Regions from separate parts of the Mus musculus genome. Here region 2 is linked to region 1. Evidence: chromatin contacts called from public HiChIP or PLAC-seq data. All regions are on one chromosome and are shown on one strand. The core of a region is the stretch at or near the end of the contact, and the rest is flanking DNA. Distances in the headings are between cores, read along the strand shown. Region 1 overlaps Grip1 (glutamate receptor interacting protein 1). Region 2 overlaps Grip1 (glutamate receptor interacting protein 1).

Region 1 (4,777 bases), core at 1,438-3,937:
GTGTTCCCAAACTCCTTTGGCCGGAGTTGCCTTCTCGCATTTGACTTTCTAGCTATGCTTACTAATATTAGCTGTGATGGCTAATACTGATTGTCGTTGTGATAAAGAGTCACCTAGGAGATGGACGCAGGGCCACGCCCCTAGGGGATCTTTACACTGGGTTATTTGAGGTAAGTAGATACACCCTAAATGTGGGTAGCATCGCTCCCTGGGCTGAGTAAAGACTGACTGAGAAGGAGAAGGAAGTCTGCTTATGAGCGGCCATCTCTGTTTCCTGCAGTCATGTACGTGACCAGTGTCTCTTGCTCCTGCTCTCACGACGACCCTGTCATAAATGATTATACTTTGAACTACAACCCAGAGTAAACTCTTCCTTCTTTTAAGTGACTTTTGTTAGATATTGTTTTTCATAACAATGAACAAAAAACCTAAGCCATATCTATCTATCTATCTATATATACATATACACTCATATATATATATATGTATGTATATGTATATGTGTATGTATATGTATATGTATATATATGTATGTATATATGTATACACACACACATGTAGTTTCCTAATAGCAAAATAACCCTAGTTTATCAATAACGATTGGTGATATTCACAAGTGAGAAGCTGCTTGGTGAGTCTGAGTGTGCCAAAGCCAAGCGGAGTGTGCACATACAAAGAATGTTGAACCATTTGTTTGGTCAATATGGAAATCTCTCAGAGGCATTTTCCAGTTCTTAAAAAAAAAAAAAAGCAATGAGCATAACAGTCATGGGATGCTGTACTTTGTAAAAGCATATGAGCATGAATTTTATTTGTTTACATCTACTTAAAGAACATCTGGGAGAATTCTCAGAAACTAGTGGAATTGGTATTCATCTTCCATATGAAGCGGAGGAAGGGTGGGTGGGGAACAGGGGAGGGAGGGAATCTTAGGCTGTCCTGCTCTCCAGCTGCCGTTTAAAAGACATGTGAATCAGACCGTGTGATTGATTGGGGTGCCCCCGTCCCTAGATTTCCCTGAGCATGCTGGGTATATAGTACTGCTGAATACACTTCTGTTGTTTTCTTCCATAACTCTTTTGGCCATAAAAGGCTTGCAGCTGTAAAAACAAACACTGATAGGCATTTCACGAAAGCACGTGCATAATGAGGCCCTGGCAGAGACCCACCAGCACGCACAACGAATTCGGCGCCTCGAAATTAACATTGATTAACTGTCACACGGGCAAAACAACTGGGGACCAAAAGCTCACTGGATGCAGTCGGCTAGCTGAGGAGAGAAAATCTTCACCGGCACCTACAGTGACAGGCAAAGTCAGTCCAGGGTGCTCAAGACCCTGTGCAGATCATCCCATGGGGAAAAATAAGTAATGCAGGTATTTCTGATGGGTCTGTAATGCCCAGAAATTCAAATCCCCATGTATCTGTTGCCATAAAAAATATATTCACATACACACATAAGCCAGGATATCTAAAATATGAGCTAGGGAGATAGTCCAGTCAGTATAGTGCTTTTTAGACAAGCATGGGACACCAGTTACGATCTATAGAAGCAATGTAAAAGAAGAAAAAGAAAATTGAGTGCTAGCCTGCAGTCCTTGTTTTGGGGAGGCAGAGACAGGAAGATCCTTTGTGCTTGTTATCAAAGAAGTCTAGCAAAATTGGTAGCTTCAGGTCTGGTGAGAGAGCCTTATGTCTTGGAGATAGGTAGGTAGGTAGGTAGGTAGAAAGAAAGAAAGAAAGAAAGAAAGAAAGAAAGAAAGAAAGAAAGAAAGAAAGAGAGAAAGAGACAGAAAGAGACAGAAAGAAAGAGAAGGAAAGAGAGAAGGAAAGAAAGAAAAGAAAGAAAGAATGAATAATGGTACATAGGTAGAAGATAGATTGATAGATGATAGATTCATAGATACATTGATATATAGATACATACATACATACACACACAGGAAGACAGCCAAACAGGTAGATAGATGATAGATAGATAGATAAATAGAAAGACAGACAGACAGATAGGTAGAATGATGGTAGATAGGTATTTAATAGATAGATATATAATAGATGATAGATAGGCAGATAAATAGATTGATAGATGATAGATGGATAAATGTATACAAATAGCAAAGAGGTAATTCAGGAATGTATACAGCATGAGCAGACATAGTATAAAATTTTCTATAGACACTTGACTATTGCAGATTCTATTATTTAGGCTCTTCCTTAGGTAATAACAATGCAAAGAAAAAAAGTACCCAATGAGTTAAGATCAAAATACAAAACCAAGTAAAATAAACATGCACACATTAGATTCAAATAGGGAAACAACTGCAGAGCCACAGGCAAACAAGTAATACTCGAACCAAGAGGTTTCTTCGTGTTTCAAAGAGAGAGTAGAACCTGTGCAAGGCATTTTGACACGGGCACATGATGCTCACAAGTCAAGATTTAAGAACTATACATTCCAAAACCTAGATACTACATTGTAAGTCGCAGGCCATCTTAGAATCAAAATGGGAATAGAGCGAGCTATGGTTGGCTGCTTTCCTGCAACTGCCCGACCATACAAACGGGAGTTCTTGCTTTCTTTTTGGTGACACACTTGCAAAATTATTAGCCCAATATTTATAGTCTAGGTCTCCTTCAGGGAGACTGTGGCAATTGGCTTCCTGTGTTCGTTCTGAGTCAGGAGAGAAAAGGGAGTGTGCCACGGATGAATACTACACATGACTCATGTACTAGACATTTCCAGTTTCATCTACATGAGTATGAAAACCAAAAGGGAGGAAGAAAAGTCCAAGGGTGATTACAGAGTGAAGTCATCTAAAAATGGCTGCAAAAGAAGATGAGTACACGCTGTGCATCCAATTTGATCCCCCAAGAACCAAGCAACATCCAAAGAGAACCAAGAATGTACAGAGGGTTTGAAGGATGAGATTAAAACACTGGCCTTCCTGTTAGACTTCCTGTTAGACTTTGACTGCTGGGGGAGGGATCACATAATTGATGAGAGTTGAATGTCTATCTCTCACACCGCTCTAAGGGAGACCCTTTAGAGTCAGGGCAAACACACACCTATCATTCCATTTGCAGAGCTGAGATCGGCCCTGCAATATACATAGTGTATGGAGCTGGCGTGTATACTCTACACCCGCTCAGCGTCACAGAGCTTGAGGGCAGTGACAGAGAGACTCAAGCCCCATTCCTGACACCACCAATTCAGTTCTCCTGGTTCCACAGAAGCTAAAGACTAAGGCTGTGTGCAGGTAACAATGTCACAATTGCCTTAGAAAATCAGTTACTTAGTTTTTCTCCAGAACAGGTGGCTCTCAACCTTCCTAATGCTGCGACCTTTAAATACAATTCCTCACATTGCTGTGATTCTCCCAACCATAAAATTATTTTTGTTGCTACTTCGTAACTGAATTTTCGCGACTGTTATAAATTATAACTACTCTGATATGCAGGATCTCTGATGTATCACCCTTGTAAGAAAATCCTTTGACCCCCTCCCAGAAGGGGTCGAGACCCACAGGTTGAGAACCACTGCTCTAGCCACCCCAGCCTAGGGCCAAGGGTTCATGAACCATCTCTGCCAATGGTCTATTGAGATATCTCTCAATACTAGGTCAAGTCAGCCAGGAGGATGCTGGATGTTGGAAATTCCCTCCCCCTCACACAGGTCTACATGACTGTGGTCATGAGTTGATTTTTATTCTTTGACTCATATTCCTGTTTATGGACCTAGGAAGTTTCTCTCCTGGATCCCCCAAGTCCATCTAGGATGGATGTCAGCAATTAGAGAGGTCCAGAGAACACCCAGCATCACCGAGGGGCAGCGGACTTGATCTTGTGCTGCAGGTCTTACCTCCCTGAGGATTCTTCAACCTTCCAGAGCACAGGGACAAAACTAAGACTTTGGGAAGCTCCGGAAAAGTCCTGTGTCTTCTTTAATGGCTTTTCTCCCTTCAATGCATCTCTGGCCTCCTGAGCCACTTTCTCCTCACAGCTGAAGGGTTAAGCTGCACACCTCCCATGGGAGTTTGGAAGGTTAAACACGAGGCCTTTCACTCAGCACATCCCTTCCCACCCTACTCCACTAATTGACACAGATGTGCACACTCCTAAGTTTCAATGGCAGCGCATAAAGAGTGAATTAAGATTACAAACAGATTAATCTATTTTGGAATATTTTAGCTTATCTTGAGGAAAAATGGTAGGGCACAGAGATTCTAGAAAGCAAACCTTTTATTTTGTGGGATATGGTAGGCATAACACCTACCATTTAAATACTGTTCTACGCATACATGCATACAGCTCAGTGCTGCTAAGAATATTTGCAGTGTTTCTTGGTCAGCATCACTGACATTTGCAAATCATTCTTTTAACCAGAAGTTGAGATTTCCATCCAGGTGGCTGGAGGCTCACACCTATCTATGATCCCAGCTCTGAGGACGTTGAAGCAGGAAGACTGCCGCGAATTCAAGGCCAGCCTAGGTGGCATAGTGATGCTCTATCTTTAAAATAACTAGAAACCCTCGACTTTCTGCTTTTATAAACTTGTCTGTATTCTAGGTTTCTTATATAAAACGTGCTATACTGTATCTATAATTTTGAGCCTGGTTTGTCTCACTTAAATATACATACATATATAACATTAAATATAACATATAATTATATAATATATAATATAAAATAATATATAAATATATACTATATGGGATATATATTTTATATATGGAATACTCTGAAATTTTGTACATAGTTTACATGAATGGTAGATAGA
Region 2 (4,777 bases), core at 983-3,482, 180 kb before region 1:
AGGCTGAGGACCAAGAGGCTGTGAGATCAGGACCCAGGATGCTGGCTCCATGGGTTGGCTCTAGGCTGACTTACTTGGTCTTGGAGAACTTAGTCCCAGCTGAGGGAGAGCGGCCCTTCTGAAGAACTGTGGTGTATTAACAACTGCTTTCCCCATTCACCCCCCAAGCCCCTGAATAATGCATTTATTTCACAGAAAAGCAGAGAATTCAACTCCAGCCTCGGGAGCTGATGGTCACCCAGTATTGGGCCTCCATGTCTCTGGCCTTACTTCTTGCCTCTCCTGCTTCTGAGTACTGGGTGTGTGCACAGGTGCCCTTATTCCTGGTGTCTATTCTCAGAGCTGCCTGGTGTTGCCTCATGGCAATGGCATTCCACACTCAGCCTCTGCTTCCTGGTTCTCCCATAACTCCAGCCTGGCTTCTCTAGCTTTGAACCTTTCCCAGTTCCGACCCACGTGGGCCTCTTTGATTGCAGGACCGATTGTCAGCTCTTGTCAGAGGCACACTGTCCACTGATACTGTGAGAATTAGAACCTAAGGTTATTGCCATTCATGGGTGGTGGTGGTGGTGGTGGTGGTGGTGGTGGTGGAGCAATGACAAGTTGGAACTGACCAGGGTCCTAATGAGCAAAGCACACATTGTCTTGATTTTATTATATCGGCACAGTGCCTCAGACAAAGATCACTAAATCCCATCTTAACTAGAGAAAACCCTAAGCTGCGGGCTATACTGATATGCCTTTAAGGACCACAATACTGCTGACAGATACGGCAAACTGTGTGGAGGGAAGGTACAGAGCACTCTTCCCCTAACACGGGGACACCGGTGAGGCAGTCTGACCTTCAGAGAACGAACCCAGCATCTTAAACGGACACTCTAGAGATGATGTAAACCTCTACAACCTACAAACCAATCATCACAGAGACAGACAGGGACATTGGGGAGTCGGATCCATGACAGAAGTTCATAAAGAACATGAGGAATAGCAACGAGGCACACTGTCTCGAAAGCTTGTCTCACAGGACCACTGAAGGTCACGTGAGATGTGGGGTGTCACCTCCACTTGACATATCTTCCCCCGACTGTAGCGGTGGACAGCTTGCAAAACATGACAAAATACCAAGTGGGCTCTGCCTAGCAAAAGTGCAGAGGACTCCCAAGTTACCCTTTAGAACAGACAGTGATACCGTCTGAGACTCCTTATGCCACTGACTGATAAGACACCTCTTGATTGCTCTTTAAACGAGCTTTGTCATTGCTGTAATCCTTGGTCACTCAAGTAAATTTAAAAAAAAAAAAGCTTTTTTTTTTTTTAATAAGTTTTTCGAGACAGGGTTTCTCTGTGTAGCCCTGGCTGTCCTGGTACTCACTCTGTAGACCAGGCTGGCCTCGAACTCAGAAATCCTCCTGCCTCTGCCTCCCAAGTACTGGGATTACAGGCGTGTGCCACGCCCTGTTCTAAAAAGGCATTCTTTTAAACATGAGCCTTTTTTTCCCACAAATTTTGTTGTTGTTGTTTTGTGGTGGTGGTAAGGTTTAAAAAGGATAGAACCGCATCCATGGGAATGCGATGGAAAACATGCATTTTGAGGATTTCTGGGGCCACTGTTTAATTGAAATGTGCAACCCAAAGTCTGTTCCTTGTCACCCTAGCCAATGGTCCCCCAACAGTGTTCACACTGTTGTTTGCCCTTGGCACCACGGGGGATAAGCTGGCTGCCAGGCTGACACAGTGACAGGCAAAGAGCCTCCACTTCTCTGAGTGAGCAGTTTCCTGGCTTTGCATCCTGTCCTTGCTGGCTCTAGCTCACGCTTGGACAGCCGAGGAAAGCTGGAGTAAGACTGAACGAGGTCGACTGTACCTGGGAAAATGTGCCTTGTGAGGTTTCCCTCCTCTGCTAGCAGGTGGCCCTGCTCTCTCTTTTGGAAGCGAGAAAAGCCAGACTCATACTCTCTCTACTTCTGAAGAGAAGGGAGCCCAGCAAAGCATGGCTACAGATGATAGCCGAGTTCACACACCAACGGAGCTGCTTTTAGCTTCCCGTGATTTCCGCTGCAGGCAGTCCTGAGCCAGCAGTCAGGAGGTCTGTGCCTGGCCCCGCTGACTCCTGTAATCCACCACGGTGACCTCAAATATTTAGTGAAGAAAGAGGCATGGGAAAGAGTGAGGTATTTGCCTTTCATTTTTCCTCCTAGGGCCACGCCCATTCCTAACCAGGGGGCGGGGTTACAGAAGAATCTGGTGGCCCCCCGCAGCACTCTGTCCAAGGAGTAGAGCAGCATCACCGCACTGGCTCCACTCTGACAAAACTCCCAGCCTGCAAATGCACCGTGCGTGCGCGCTTGGCTGAGGAAAAAGCTGATGCTCCTGCCAGGCAGTGGTGGCGCACGCCTTTAATCCCAGCACTGGGGAGGCAGAGGCAGGCAGCTTTCTGAGTTTGAGGCCAACCTGCTCTACAGAGTGAGTTCCGGGATAGCCAGGGCGATACAGAGAAACCCTGTCTCCAACCCCGCCCCCACCCCCACCCCCCAAATAAAAAAGAAAGGAGAAACAAAATAGTTGAGTCTCCAGAGTGACTCAGAGTGACTCAAATGTTCCGGTGGAGTCCTCAGCAGCCTTAAGTGTGTGTGTGTGTGTGTGGGGGGGGGGGGGGGGGGGAGAACCCTGGAAAATTATTTTAAGAATCCTTCTGTCAAAAGACATATATCAATAGCTGTATACAACTAAATGCTAAACTTAATTCTGTTGGAAGTCATGCACAGCAGGGAACCAGTGAGTGTCAATAGGAAATCATTTTTAAAGTTCAATTGGGCTGAATGCGAGGAACTTGTCCTCTTGCAAAAGAGCTTTTGATTTGATTTGGCTTTGGTGCCTGGAGGTGTGTGTGGAAGTGCAGCGGTGACTCATCGCAGAGATGGATCAAGTGGCCACCAAAGGATGCTTAAGATTCCAAAGGGGACAAAAAAAAACGGACAGTTATCAACGAAACACAGCAAAGATTGCTTGTCCCTTATCTACAAAGAGAAAGCGTTTGTGATAAGCTGCAGCAGAAAACAGAGCTCATATTAAAGATAAAGCATGGAAGCTCCAGGGCCCGAAGTGTAGCCTCGCTTCCCCTCCCACCATTCTGTGTCTGTGATTGCATTAAAACAGAATACTATCTAGAACTAGCAAGACGTCTGCCCATGATTTTCAATCTTTAGACCTCAAGAGAATCCACTGACGATATTGCTAAAGTGTCCGTGTCCCTGGCTCAGCGTCCCTGAAAACACAGAGACCCTGCATTTTAACAAGCACTCCATGGTGACGGTCACCTCGCACCTATAACCCAAACAACTATCTAAAGTTTCTCTCTTCAAACTTGTCTAAGGTCTGTTAGTGACTCTTGGAATTAGTTCAATACAAGCTGTACTTAAGAAACAACAACAGCAAAAATGCCAGTGTACACTGTGCTGGGAAGTTTGGATTCCTTCATAGATAGGAAGTCAGTGTGCACCGTGTTTAGGAGCTCAGTACGCTTTGGCTTTGAGAAAGTTGGAGAAACAGAAGTCCATAGTAGATCCAGCACCACTGTTTACCACACCATCACCCTGAGTACCGAATCACTCCAGCCCTGGTTTCCTCCCACCTGTGGATGTGAGCCTGCATGTCGTTTTTTCCCTAAGGGTCAGGAATAGCAGCTAATGAGTCTGCCTTCAATATGAATGTGGACAATGTATAGTTTAGTCTGCCTTCATCAATGACCCTAACAGCAATGAAGGCATAGTGGATGAATAATGGACCATGTAGAGCTCAGACTTTCTCAAAGGACTGAAGAAACTGGGGGGTTGGGGGGCTAGAGGAGAATGTAGGTAGAAAGTAAGGGGTAAACAATGGAAGGAGAACAAATTGAGACATGATTTCATGCCAACTTAAGGCAGGATGCATTTCCATTTACTGTGTCAGTTTGTACCTATGGAGTCTTTGGGGGCCACGCTGATTCTGAGTCTGCAGCGAGGCTGAACATCATGGTTGCCAGAGACCAGAGACAGAGCATACAAAGTGCACACAAGGCTGAAGATGAGCTCAGTTTGGTAAGATGCTTGCCTAGCATGCATGAACCCCACAGTCTGGTCCATAGCCCTGCATAGAACCAGGAAGGTCAGATGTTTAAGGCTACATAATGAGTCTGAGGCCATTCTGGACTATGCAAGAATCTGTCTCAAAAGGAAAAGAAACGTCAGGATAAGATGTGCCCTTCAAAGACACATCTCTTTCATTTAACTAGGCTTCCCCTTCCATGGTCCTACCACCTCCCAATAACGTACTCAAATTTCCAATCTACGAATGGATTACGACATCCTTGAAGCCAGAGCTGTCCCTAGGTAATTGATGGAAATGTCTCTGAAATGCCCCAGGTGTGTTTACTAAGATCCTAGGCGTCTCTCAGTTCCATCAGTCGGGATTGACCACCGCAGTCAAGAAGCTAACAGACAAGCTTTTGTATGGGGTGATGTTAGTGCCCTGCAGCCCAGGAGGGCTTGAGCTTTTGACTTCCCTTGTGTATCTTACAATGACAAGGAGTTCTCATTCATTTTTATCCATTCATCATCTCTTGATCACGAATGGATCCCAACTTTAGCCCCGTGGCAAACCACCACCAGAAAGACTGAAACAGAAAAGCAACAGGGAGCATGTTTACAGACATTCATGACACCTACAATGGCCACTCTCAGCTCTGATCTACTGCATAGTAGAAATTACTCTACTGTAATCTTTCGGGGACTGAAACATT

Evidence for each region. HiChIP or PLAC-seq counts read pairs in DNA pulled down with a chosen protein or histone mark.
Region 2: a contact with region 1 is called in a CTCF HiChIP or PLAC-seq map of the NIH/3T3 cell line, with 8 read pairs. The contact joins two enhancer-like sites. A contact is called at or near these places in 1 of 15 datasets of contacts at CTCF or cohesin (the NIH/3T3 cell line), 14 of 484 Hi-C or Micro-C datasets (the HL-1 cell line, cerebellar granule neurons, embryonic stem cells and 4 more), 1 of 115 datasets of contacts at active chromatin or transcription factors (astrocytes) and 1 of 9 other capture datasets (embryonic stem cells).

Annotation. Positions count from the first base shown.
Region 1 is chr10:119,874,846-119,879,622 of GRCm38.p6, reverse strand. The region is part of intron 1 of Grip1 (glutamate receptor interacting protein 1); the gene reads right to left. Among named protein-coding and RNA genes, the nearest start is that of Grip1os1, 25 kb to the right of the region's middle. Within about 2 kb of position 2,687, at least 31 of the 459 cell types and tissues checked have an H3K27ac peak or open chromatin away from gene starts, as enhancers often do. A contact at or near this core is called in the HL-1 cell line and the NIH/3T3 cell line, where this site is marked.
Region 2 is chr10:120,058,881-120,063,657 of GRCm38.p6, reverse strand. The region is part of intron 21 of Grip1 (glutamate receptor interacting protein 1); the gene reads right to left. Among named protein-coding and RNA genes, the nearest start is that of Helb, 52 kb to the left of the region's middle. Within about 2 kb of position 2,232, at least 40 of the 459 cell types and tissues checked have an H3K27ac peak or open chromatin away from gene starts, as enhancers often do. A contact at or near this core is called in the HL-1 cell line and the NIH/3T3 cell line, where this site is marked.